Linked DNA regions of Mus musculus: all the other regions are linked to region 2. Evidence: chromatin contacts called from public Hi-C data. All regions are on one chromosome and are shown on one strand. Each heading gives the region's core, a stretch centred on a gene start, on an enhancer-like site or on the middle of the called end of the contact. The rest is flanking DNA. Distances are from core to core; before and after follow the strand shown. Region 1 overlaps Gm14635 (predicted gene 14635). Region 2 has its middle 44 kb from the start of Gm46687. Region 3 has its middle 21 kb from the start of Gm52427.

Evidence for each region. A called contact is a pair of places that touch in the nucleus more often than the background predicts.
Region 1: a contact with region 2 is called in a Hi-C map of the C2C12 cell line, with 4 times the contacts expected there. The contact joins two enhancer-like sites. A contact is called at or near these places in 17 of 484 Hi-C or Micro-C datasets (the C2C12 cell line, the G1E-ER4 cell line, the HL-1 cell line and 5 more), 10 of 115 datasets of contacts at active chromatin or transcription factors (embryonic stem cells, extraembryonic endoderm stem cells, large pre-B cells and 2 more) and 1 of 9 other capture datasets (embryonic stem cells).
Region 3: a contact with region 2 is called in a Hi-C map of cerebral cortex, with 4 times the contacts expected there. The contact joins two enhancer-like sites. A contact is called at or near these places in 3 of 484 Hi-C or Micro-C datasets (the C2C12 cell line, cerebral cortex and muscle stem cells) and 1 of 115 datasets of contacts at active chromatin or transcription factors (embryonic stem cells).

What each region holds. Positions count from the first base shown.
Region 1 is chrX:12,344,680-12,348,476 of GRCm38.p6, forward strand. The region is part of intron 1 of Gm14635 (predicted gene 14635); the gene reads right to left. Among named protein-coding and RNA genes, the nearest start is that of Gm14635, 8.4 kb to the right of the region's middle. Within about 2 kb of position 2,427, at least 30 of the 459 cell types and tissues checked have an H3K27ac peak or open chromatin away from gene starts, as enhancers often do. A contact at or near this core is called in the C2C12 cell line, the N1E-115 cell line and trophoblast stem cells, where this site is marked.
Region 2 is chrX:12,134,359-12,138,191 of GRCm38.p6, forward strand. It overlaps a transcript of Bcor not described here. Among named protein-coding and RNA genes, the nearest start is that of Gm46687, 44 kb to the left of the region's middle. Within about 2 kb of position 1,268, at least 257 of the 459 cell types and tissues checked have an H3K27ac peak or open chromatin away from gene starts, as enhancers often do. A contact at or near this core is called in the C2C12 cell line, the N1E-115 cell line, cerebral cortex and 1 more, where this site is marked.
Region 3 is chrX:11,914,701-11,918,221 of GRCm38.p6, forward strand. No RefSeq gene overlaps it. Among named protein-coding and RNA genes, the nearest start is that of Gm52427, 21 kb to the left of the region's middle. Within about 2 kb of position 1,496, at least 2 of the 459 cell types and tissues checked have an H3K27ac peak or open chromatin away from gene starts, as enhancers often do. A contact at or near this core is called in cerebral cortex, where this site is marked.

The DNA.
Region 1 (3,797 bases), core at 1,177-3,676, 210 kb after region 2:
CTTATAATGACACCTTGTCCTACGCCTCCCAAAAAACAAAAAACAAACAACCCCCCAAAAAACTAAGCCCCCTAATTAGACATCTGAAGTATTATTTCTACAGAGTGGATATAGCTTGTAATTATTATTACTTTTTTAAAATTATGCACAAAGACGGTCTGTGTTTCAATTCCCAGCATCAGGAATGTTCTATGGATAATAGCGGAATGGCCGGAGGAGTGAATGGCTGAATCATCGGGGGCTCTGGCATGAATACTTTAACTGTCACATGATAGGTCTTATCACTTTGTCACAACCTGGTATTAAAGGCAGGTGGCCCTGGGAGGGACCGAGCTCACCTGTGTGCCGTGACAGGGCAGTTCTTTTGAAGGTGGAAGAAGGAATGCGGATGTTTCAGGAAAAGGCATGGAGGCGGCTCTTTAGGGAACAGCAGCAGGCCCTGAGCAGCTGGGAAACACGCCCCAGAGGACAAGAAGGAGGATGCAGGACCTTCTGGTGCTTTCCCCTGCCTGATTGTGCTGATATGGCTGAGAGGAAGGCTCTGGCAGAAGAAAGAGCCCCAGGTTGTTCTTAAAACAAACTCATTCCTAAACTGAACTGCACCTGGCAGAGAATTAGGGCCCCAGAGCTAGCTCCGCCTTCCACACTCATTATAGCTAGGCTACCTCAGGCAAATCACTTATCTCTGCCCTGTGCCTCACTTTCTGCATTTCTTAACCCAGGTCCGGATGATGACCTCAGAGGCCTGTCATGAGGATCATCTAGGTTAGGTGGAGTTAAAGGGACTACATTTAAAAAGAAAAAGAAAAAGGTGACCCCTATTGAAGGTCACTAGGCCAAGCTTGTGTTCAGAGCTATCGCAGTAGATACAGGGACCTCGGCAGCGGGGTACAGGGGTGTCTTACGGTGGGGAGATAAATCAGGTTCAAGCCTGAATGATCTACAGGCAAGAAACGAGGATGGAAAAGAACTAAGAGGTGGCTTCAGGCATAAGCGGGGATCTGGGTACACTGTTAAGAGGATCCTTGCTAATGATGGGTCAGAGCTATCAGACAGCCTTGGAGAAATGGTTGGTAATGAAAGTCCCTTCAGATACTGGGGAATGTTAGATACCAAGGGTGGAAGGGTCCCCCCCCCCCTCCAGTGTTAGGGATGGAGCCCAGAACCTGTGTTTGCTAGGCAGTGCTTTGTGATTATGCTACACTTCCAGACCAAAGGGTGGGGTGTTTCTCAGTCCATTTTATATTTATAAACAAGTACACAGATGGGCTGAGGAGAAGGTTCAAGAGGTGAAGCCAAGAATCCTTCCTAGTGTTCCTCTGTGAGGTTTCCAAACCATCTGTTTCACCAAGGAACTCATTAGAAATACACATTTTCAGCCGGGCTGTGGTGGCGCACGCCTTTAATCCCAGCACTTGGGAGGCAGAGGCAGGCAGATTTCGGAGTTCGAGGCCAGCCTGGTCTACAGAGGGAGCTCCAGGACAGCCAGGAATACACAGAGAAACCCTATCTGGGAAAAAAAAAAAGTTTTAGGGTCATTTTTGGTTCTTGTGTGGGTTTTTTTGTTTTGTTTTGTTTTGTTTTTTGTTTTTGTTTTTTTTCGAGACAGGGTTTCTCTGTGTATCCCTGGCTGTCCTGGAACTCACTTTGTAGACCAGGCTGGTCTCAAACTTAGAAATCAGCCTGCCTCTGCCTCCCAAGTGCTGGGATTAAAGGCGTGTGCCACCTTCGTCTGGCTAGAGTTTTTTTAAAAAGGGTTTTGTAGGGTTTTTAGAAGAGTGTTTTAGAGTTGGGTGTTTTAGTGTATGTTTAGTGTTTTTTCTGTTTTTTTTTTTTTTTTTTTTTTTTAAGGATCTTAGAGTGTGTTAGGGTTTTTGGGTTTTTGTTTTTTTTTTTAATTTTAGGCTTTTATTTTGGGGGTTTAAGAGTTTTAGAGTTGTCAGGCAGTGGTAGCCCATGCCTTTAATCCCTGCATTTGGGAGGCAGAGGTAGTGGATTTCTGAGTTCCAGGCCAGCCTGGTCTACAGAGTGAGTTCCAGGACAGCCAGAGATACACAGAGAAACCCTGTCTCGGAAAAAAAGAAAGAAAGAGAGAAAGAAAAAGAAAGAAGAAAGAAAGAAAGAAAGAGAGAGAGAGAGAGAGAGAGAGAGAGAGAGAGAGAGAGAGAGAGAGAAAGACGGACACACTTTCAGGACTGGGGGTGTAGCTCAGTGGTAGAGCAGTTGGCTACCCTGATGTGTAAGAAAGACTCTGAGATCCACCCATAGCCCTGAGCAAAATTCCTAGCACAAAGCAAAGTAGCAACAGCTACTGAAAACCAAATTCCCAGGCCTGCTGATTGCAAAGGCCGGCTCTGTGACAAGCCTTCTGGGGAGGTCCGATGCCAGCTCATGTGTGAGGAATGTTATGGCCACCCCAGCTGCAAGCCACAAATCCTTTGGGAATAAATTCCTATCCCCTACCCTGTTGAAGGCTCTCAGGACTACTCAGTGTAGATTCTCAGGAGAGTTTGAAATTCTTCTGAAGCCCCATCCTTTCTCACACCACTGACTTCAGAATCTCTGGGTGTGGTATGTAGCCATCTGTATGTCTCTCAACTGGCAAAGCATCCTCCTCCATAGCCTGCAATAGGCACCCACATCAGGAAGCTGGTGACAGCCCAGATAGTAGGTCTGGGGGTCCGAGACTGTTTATTCGTAGCTAGCACCCAGGTGATGTGGACGTGGTGAGTCTGTGAACCACATTGTGACGTCAGTAGTGGTAGGGGCGGTTCCACTGGAGAAGGGATTATGGGAGGTGAGGCTATTGAGGGAGAAAGTATTGCTTCCTCTCCTCGAATCCAATTAAGTGCAGGATGGCTAGGCCTGAACTTTGCGTGTGCATCCATTGTTTTTATTACACTCCGACTGCACAGGAGGCATAAGGATGAGGTCATTTGACATTTGTGAGGAAGCTAAGCTGTGGCAGAGGCCTCCCTCAGAGAGAGAGAGCAAGGATTAGCTCCTTTCAAGAAAATGAATCAGTAGGAGCTGCTCGGACTAAGGTCCCCTGGGTGCCCCCATGGAGCTGCCTGGTGGATCCCCCAACCTTCACTAAGATTCTGGCCGGGGGAAGAATGCTTGCCTAAAGGATTTTATCCCTCTTTCTCTAGCTTCCAAGCTACCCTAGTGTGGTGGAGGTGGAGAAGGAACTAGGAGGTTCTGTGCGGATTTTAGCTGCTTTAAATTCATTCGATCGTCTTCGATTGACTCTTCTTGCAACAAATACTCACGCATCCCAGCTCTCAGCTTTGTTTGTTGTGCTGTGTGTTGCCGTTGAATTGTTTGGCTAGAGCAAACTTTGGGCTAGTTTTTCTTTTGGTTAAGGAATATACAGCCTGTATTGTTCAGCTGTAGGTTACTATAAGAAAACACTTGGGACAATTAACTTATAGAAAGAAAAGGTTTCTTTTGATTCATGGTTCTGGACGTTCTGTTTGGGGATTAGGCGGGCTAACTAGTTTGAGGCAGCCCGTCACAATGTGAGTTCAGGGCAGAGCAGGCAATTTATCTTATGAACTGGGATCCAGGTCAAAGGGCACACCCCTAGTGACCAAGGACCTCGCACTAGGCTCCGCCTCTCAAAGATTCCATCACCTTCCAATAGCACCACCCTGTGGACTAAGCCTTTAACACACTTTGACTTTGGGAGACACTCATCCAAGTCACTGCATAGTTATCAAGAGCTCCTATAAGCAAGGAAGAAAGGGAAATGGTAGCCCCAGTAACCAGGCACGGCTGGGAGCCCTTTCCGGAGC
Region 2 (3,833 bases), core at 18-2,517:
TCAGCCTGCCCCCCTCCCGGCTGAATACTTGCTTTGTTCCGGGAAACGGGGGAAGCATTAGGCTGCTAACCCCTGGGGAAACACAAAACTTTGAATCTCAGAAAAGGCGGTTGAATGTATTTCGAAGTTCCAGAGATCGGTCAAGGAAGGGAAAAGCAGATGGCGGGAGATCAGGAGACTTGCGAGAGAGGCCAACTGACGATGTGGGAGGAAAACAGCTCAGGGTGACCAGGCCGGAGTCTCGGGAACTCAACTCAGAGTGATGGTGCTTCGCGAGTTCCAGCGAACAGCGGGCTAGGCCAAGTGGTGCCTGCCCAGTCGGCGGCCGCGCCAGCTTCCTGCCCTGCCCAGGACCGCAGAGCAGTCAGGGACGCCACCTCTGGCTGGCTTGGTATCGCAGGAGGATGAGGGTATACAAATAAACCCCGAATCTCTGCAGCTCCCCTCCTCCATCTTCCGCAACACAGTGGACCCAGGCCAATTGGTGGGTCATCCGTTTTAGGTTTTCAACCTGGGGTGAATGGGAAAGGTTTGGTGAGCTAGCCATTACGGTTGGGTCAGTCTGAGCTATCTTAGGTCTCATTCGTTGACTGCCTGTCCCATCAACTCCCACTCCACCCTACCCAATCCGTCTCCAACTAGCTGAGGGCACCACTAGGTTAGCGATATAAGGTCTAACAGGCAAAAGGACGAATGGGTGAGACTGCCACCTCTCACTTAGCCTTCCTAACATTCAAGGGAGGGGAGGGCACCTAGGCTCTGTCCTATCCCCCGTAGGACGCTCCCCTCCGTCTCGGAAGCTCAGACTGCTAACGAGGGTTTCCCCCTTCCCCGTGGGCTCACAAGGTTTCTAACTTCCTCTAAACCTCCCTCCTCGCTCTGAAAAGCCCCGAGGAGAAGAGCAGAGAGGAAGCGAGCCGCTAGTGTGCTAAATGAAGACCATGTGTGAGGGTGGCGGCATCAGAGTGCCGCGGCCGGGGAAGGGGGTGGTGAAGGCCGGTGTGCGGCCCACGGCTGGCTCCTGGTCGAGGCAGCCAGCGCCTGGGCTTTGGGGGACGCAAAGCCGCAGCAAAGTACTGCTAGGATAGCCTGGTGGCTGGCCACCGATGAGTGTGTGTGTGTGTGTGTGTGTGTGTGTGTGTGTGTGTGTGTGTGTGTGTGTGTGTGTGTGTGTGTGCGCGCGCGCGCGCGCGCGCTTGGTGGACAGGATCTGCCGCGCCTCGGGGGGCGGGGGCGGGGGCGGAGCCCTGACTTCCTGGGCCGCAGCTGCGACCCAGGGCGCAAGAGCAAATCGTGCTCCGCGGCGGCGGTGGCTCGGGCCCGCCACGCTTGCAGCTGAAAATCAACAAAGGGAGGCGGCAGGCGAGCGGGGGAGGGGCGCGGCTGAGCGCTCGCTGGCTGCTGTGGAATAATAAAAAATAATTAATAATGATAATAAGAGAAAAAAATCTGCCGGCTTTCTGGGCACTGGGTTTCCGTGCGGCTGCAGCGGGAGGCGCGCTGTCCTTGACGCGGCCTCTCTCGCCTGGTCTGCCTGCCCCTCCCCCTCCCTTGCCCCCTCCCCTTCCTGGGAACCGGGAAGAGAAAGGTCTGCAGCTGACAAATATTATCCATTCTCCCCATCGATCGCGGAGTGTACAGATGTGAGCGCTTGATGTGCCCGCGGAGCGGCGGATCCTCCCTGCTCTCTCGCCGCCCCCCTCCTCCCCCTTTGTTCTCCTCCCCTTTCCCTCTCTTTAAATAGATTTCAGGGCGCTGCCTGTTGGAGAGCAGCTGGCGATCTCTCCAGAGAGAGAGAGAGAGAGAGAGAGAGAGAGAGAGAGAGAGAGAGAGAGAGAGAGAGAGAGAGAGAGAGAGAGAGAGAGAGAGAGAGAGAGAGAGAGAGAGAGAGAGAGAGAGAGAGAGAGAGAGAGAAGCCCGAGGTGCCCTGTCACCAGCCTCCCCCTCCCCCACCTGCCCTTCCTGCTGTGAGCCCACCTCCCCTTTTTCCAGTTTCCAAAACAGAAAACACCAGGAACACCCACGTCCACTGCATCGCGAACCTTAAAGCCTTTGGACGCTTTGCGCTGTCCCCGCGCTGTTCCTTGTTTCTGTGAGGAAAAAGAGGAAAGCGCAGGGAGGTTACATAGCGCCATGGCAGAAGATCCAAGGGTCGAGATCTTTCCTCGGCAGCAGCAGGGACAGTGACCGGGTCACGCTAAGAGAGTACAGTTTACCCATTAGGGGTAGTAGGACAAGGCAGCCTCTTTATTCCTCTTCTGCAAATGGCAGATTAAGCCGGCAGCGCTCGGCTTCAAAGGACCCCGGCGGCGTTCTGCAAAGGGTTAACCCTTCGGCCCATAATCGCAGACACGCACTCACACTCACAGGCGCTCACGGTGCGCCCTCCCCGCTCTCCAGAGAGCTGGCCACGGCCCGCAGTGCACCCGGAGCTGGGGGAGTAGCTGGGGAGGGGGGAGGGGAGGGCTTAACCAGGCCGCTCAACTGAGCCGGGGCCACCTCGCCGTCTGTCACTTAAATGATTGTCCTCCGCTCCGCTCAGTGCGGTCAGTACGGGCTGTTAACAGGCAGTTGCAATCAGTTTCCGAAAGGTCAGCCAAGGTCCTCCGGCTCTCGCAGACGGAAGGCATTACGGAACCGCTTTTGTATTTGCAGGCACTTTAGAAAACGAAGCAAGGAGGGGGCTTCACCCCAGCGCCTCCGCGGCTGGGAGCCCTGAGAGGGTCGTGAGCGGCAGGGAGAGGGAGACTGCACCCCGCGGACTGGGCTGGGCACCGAGGAAATCACCGGCCAAGTGACCTAGGCCCTTCGTGTTCCGATGGGGAAGCGGAAGGTGGGCAGGCTGTAAGGGAAAGAGAAATGAGAGGAAGTAGGAGAGACCTCTTAGTTCCCCTCCTCTCTGGGCCTGCGGCCCACACCCGGTCCCGGACCGAGGTGGGTGGCCTCGAGGACGGGGAGACCCCCACTCTCTCTCCTAGACTCTCCCGACATGCGTAAGTGGTGAGGAGGGTGGTAGGGGGAAAGACCTTGTAAAGCGAGCGAATCACCGCACGGTGTCTGAAGACGCTGCTGCTGCCGCCGCTAGAAGTCGTCCATCAGCAACCAGTCCAACCTGCCAGTGATAATGTGCGATCAACACCAAATCACCCCCGCCAGGCGCGATCCATCATCGCGGCGCGCTGCAGGCCCGTGTGAGCCTGACTCGCCACTAGAGGTGGGGAAGGGGCCGCAGAGCAGGAGGTGGTCACCAAGCAGACCCGAACTCTGCACACCTGGCTGCCCCTCCTGAAGACATGCATCTTAAGTGTTCATAACTCCCCAAGTTCCCCAGTTGAAGGGTGCAAACACCGTGACTCCTGAGTTCTGGGCACGGTCACTTAGGAGCTCGCGTGTCCTCCACGCCCAGTTACCCTGGTCACACCCAGCAAAGCCATCCTTTTCTTGGCTTTGCCCTGTGTGTCCCTTCCCCCCTCCTTCGAGAAAGCGTGGCTGGCGGGAAATTAATATTTAATATCGTGAAATTGATTAAAGGGCTGGAAGCCGGCGATGGGGTGGGGGAAGGGTAGGGTCTCAGAGCATAATTAAAGATCTGGGAATGGTGGCCACTTCTGGTCGGCCCGGGCCCCACACAAGGCCTTTGTGAGGCCCAGACGGGGTCGGTGAGGCTAAGGCAGCACTAACCCTGGGTTCTGGCACTTGCTTGGGGGGCAGGGGGGGCGCTATCTGCAACGTCTGGAGTAACCTAAACTCACCTAGGGGTTACACAGAGAACTGAGTCTCCCTTGCCTGCCTGCATCGTGGACCCTTCTAGGCCCTAGGGCCAAAGGTTCAAA
Region 3 (3,521 bases), core at 246-2,745, 220 kb before region 2:
GCTCTGTTCCTTGTTTTGGGGGGGAGGTGTATTTTGAGATATGGTTTCTCTGTATAATAACCCTGGCTGCCCCTGACTCTCTCTATAGATCAGGCTAGCCTCAAACTTACAGAAATAGGCCTGATTCTGCTTCCCAAGTGCTGGGATTAAAGGCATATGCCACCACAGCCTGGCCTAGTGCTCCTTTAACGTCTAGAGGCTGGAGTAGCCAGGGAAGCCCACCATAAGCAGAGACACCTTGCTATCTCAGCCTCAGGCCTCTCTCAGTCTTGGATACACAGTAAGGACCTACCAGTGTAACCTATCCATGCGATTAGATTAAGTCTATTGTGATGGCCTTGTTTTCAGTGTATTGCCTCTTTAAACATTTACCTTCATTATTTTCAATTACGGATAGGTATTTTTGTTTGCATGTGAGTATGTGCATGTGAGTTGTGTCCACATTAGCCAAATGTGTGATTGCCTGGAGCATGGGTTCCAGGTGTTGTGAGCCTTTAGGCATGGGTGCTGGTAACCCAACCTGGATCCTTTGGAAGAGCAGCAATTTTGTTTCATTACTGAGCCATCTCTCCAGTTCCTTGATGCCTCTTCAGAAGCCTATGTCAAATCACATGTCAGGGCTCTGGGGCTTAGGACTCTAAATGTGAGTTCTAGAAGGGCACAAGATTCAGCCTGCCACCTCATGATGAGGGACTAGGGAAATGGCGTGGGAGGATACTAGAAAAGGATGCTTTACTGAGCAGAGAATTGTGGGTAACTAGGGGTCAAGGCCCCCAGGGACCACAGAGAACATCTTTATGGAAAGTCTACTAGAGTGGTCCCACCAAAAGTGAACAGGCTGTGATCCTGGGTGTGTCTGCACATTACATATTGTCCTATCTGGACATCTTCCTGGGATTTCCCCCAGGCCAGCATACATACTCAGGATCAGAAAACACTCTAGCAGAGACATGGGAGGCCCCTTGGATATACAAATGAATCGTCTCCAAACTTCAAAATGATTGGCACCACTTTGAAAAGAGAGAATAGGGAGGAGGCTTTTATTTCCAGCTCTGAGACAGGACATTTAAAGACCACTTGAGAGCTGGGAAGGAAGCTCAGGGGTTAGACACTTACTTTTCCCCGTACAGTGACAAAATACCCAACAGACACAACCAAAAAGGGATAGGGCCTTGTTTTGGCTCACAGTTTGGGGGGAGACCATCAGTCCATTCATAGTGGCAGGAAAGCAGAACTGTAGGCGTATGAGGCAGTCGGTCCGGTCCAGTTAGCCATCACACCTAGCACATGGACTCCAGCTGTCAGAACTGGATCGTCCACTGAGCTCTTCAATTTACAGGCAAACAGCTGTGGATGAGTGAAGGCGAGCAATCAGGAGCGGTTCCTCGAGGCCAAGGCTGGAGCCTGGCCCTCCAGCTGCTTCTCCGCTCACTGGGCAGGAGAGACCCGGGATTTGCCAGTCTCTTTGCTGGGTAATGAGATCTCAGCTTGCCAGCAAATGCTAATGAACCTCACAGAAAAATCTCAGAATGGCTGCAGGCAGCCAAGGGCTCAGGAGCCCATCAGGAAAACAAAGCTAGCCACAAGACACGTGTAACTGAGCCGAGTTCCAGATGGGAACACGCGGGAACTGTGGGATCTTAGCAGCAAGGCACCAGCTTCTTCCAGATCCCCACAAAGGATCCTGATCCTCCAGGGAAGCAGGACACCACTAAGAGGGATATCTAATCCTCCCAAGGACCTTGCATCACTGGCCTATTTTATGGGTGTGCAAGCTGCACACACATGTCATTTAGGACCTGTATCGCTGGGTACATTAAGCACTTCATCTAGACACTGTCATGCTCACTCAGCTGAGGCCTGTGTTCTTGAAGGCCTGCAAGCCCAGCTCCAGATGTGCTATGTCTCTTTTTTATCTCTATAGGATGCCAAAGGCTCCTGGAACAGGCATGGCACTGCAAGCTCATGAGGTTTCTAGATGTTCCAAGAGTAATAGTCCCAAGAGTGAGTCCTGCATAACTATTGCTGCCTATGAACTGAAACGTAGCCAGGCAAAAGGCGGCAAGCATAGGTCCTGAGGGATAGGAGCAAGGTATATAGTCCCCACACTGTTTACTCTTTGTGTCAGGACCACGCAGAGACTGAGGCCGAAAGAACGGAATTCCAAGGTGGATTCTCAGTGAGCTTTCAGGCTCTGTTTACCCAGTCCTAGGACTGGCAAGGCTCCTGCCACACAGTATTCTGGTTTTTCAGATGCTGCCTGCATGACAGCCAGAAGGCTGCCACTCCATCCATCCATCCATTCACCCATCCATGTATCCATCTTTTATCTTACAAATACTTTAAAGTGCCTACTGTGTGCCAGGTGCTGTTCCAAGCACCAAGGAGTTACCAATGAAAACATGGCAAGCTAAATCATTGCTTCCACCAGAGACATACACTCCAACAGGGATAGCACAGGCGATAAACACAGCCCAGAAGAAGGACATGTGATCCCTCAGCTGACACTAAGGAGGAGCAGGGTAGAGCTATGGGGGTAGGAGAAGGAAAAGAAAAAATGAAGAGGGCAGCCTTGCAAATGACTAGAGAGAGAGAGTCCCAGGTAGACAAAGCACAAAGGACCTTAGTCCAGGAAGATCTGGGAAGCATAACAGACAGGCACCATTTTGCACATGCTTGCAAGACCACAAGGAAGGAGGTCCTGAGGCTACCCAAAGTAAGATCAAAAGCTATCAGAGGGCTTTGAACATGTGACATGATATGGTGTGGATTCTTATAATCAGCCATGGTGCTATGCTAAGCCTGAAATGGGATATAAACAAAAGAGAAGTGGGGAGACAGTGGAGAGAGAGTGGGGGGCTACAGCCATTCACGGTGAGGGAGTGGAGGCTGGGCCAAATGAGTATGTATGAGAAGGGCTGAGATTACCCTAAAGGTGGAATCGCCAATACCAGCTGAACTGAATGTGCGGAACGGAGCGAGATGGCTCAGTGAGCAAAGGCATTTACTGCCAAGCCTCATGACCTGAGTTGAATCCCTGGGATCCATGTGGCAGAAGGGAAAAAAACAACTTCTGCAAGTTGTTCCCAGACCTCCACATACATGCCACGCTCACACATGCATACACACAAGATAAATAACTGTAAAAGAAAAAATTTTTAAATTGAATTTGGGTGAGAGCGAGCTCAAAGACAACCCGAGGTTTGGAGCCAGCACCATGGTGAAGGCAGCACAGGGGTCAACTGTGGGGACACACCAGGTTTCTTATATCTGTTGGACGTGTAGGTGGCAAGGCCAAGGAGGCAATGGGACATATAAGCCTGAGGAACAGGGAAGATGCCCAGGCTAGAGTCTGACATGAATGCCCTTAGTACCTACAAGTATTTGGAGCTGCTATGTAGGACCAGACCAGAGAGGAGCTGAGCAACACAAAGAAGAGACGGAGGATTGAAAACCCAAGGGCCTCCTCTGCAAGTCACACCAAGCTGCGTGACCACAAGCCTCAGGAAACTTTCACCTTG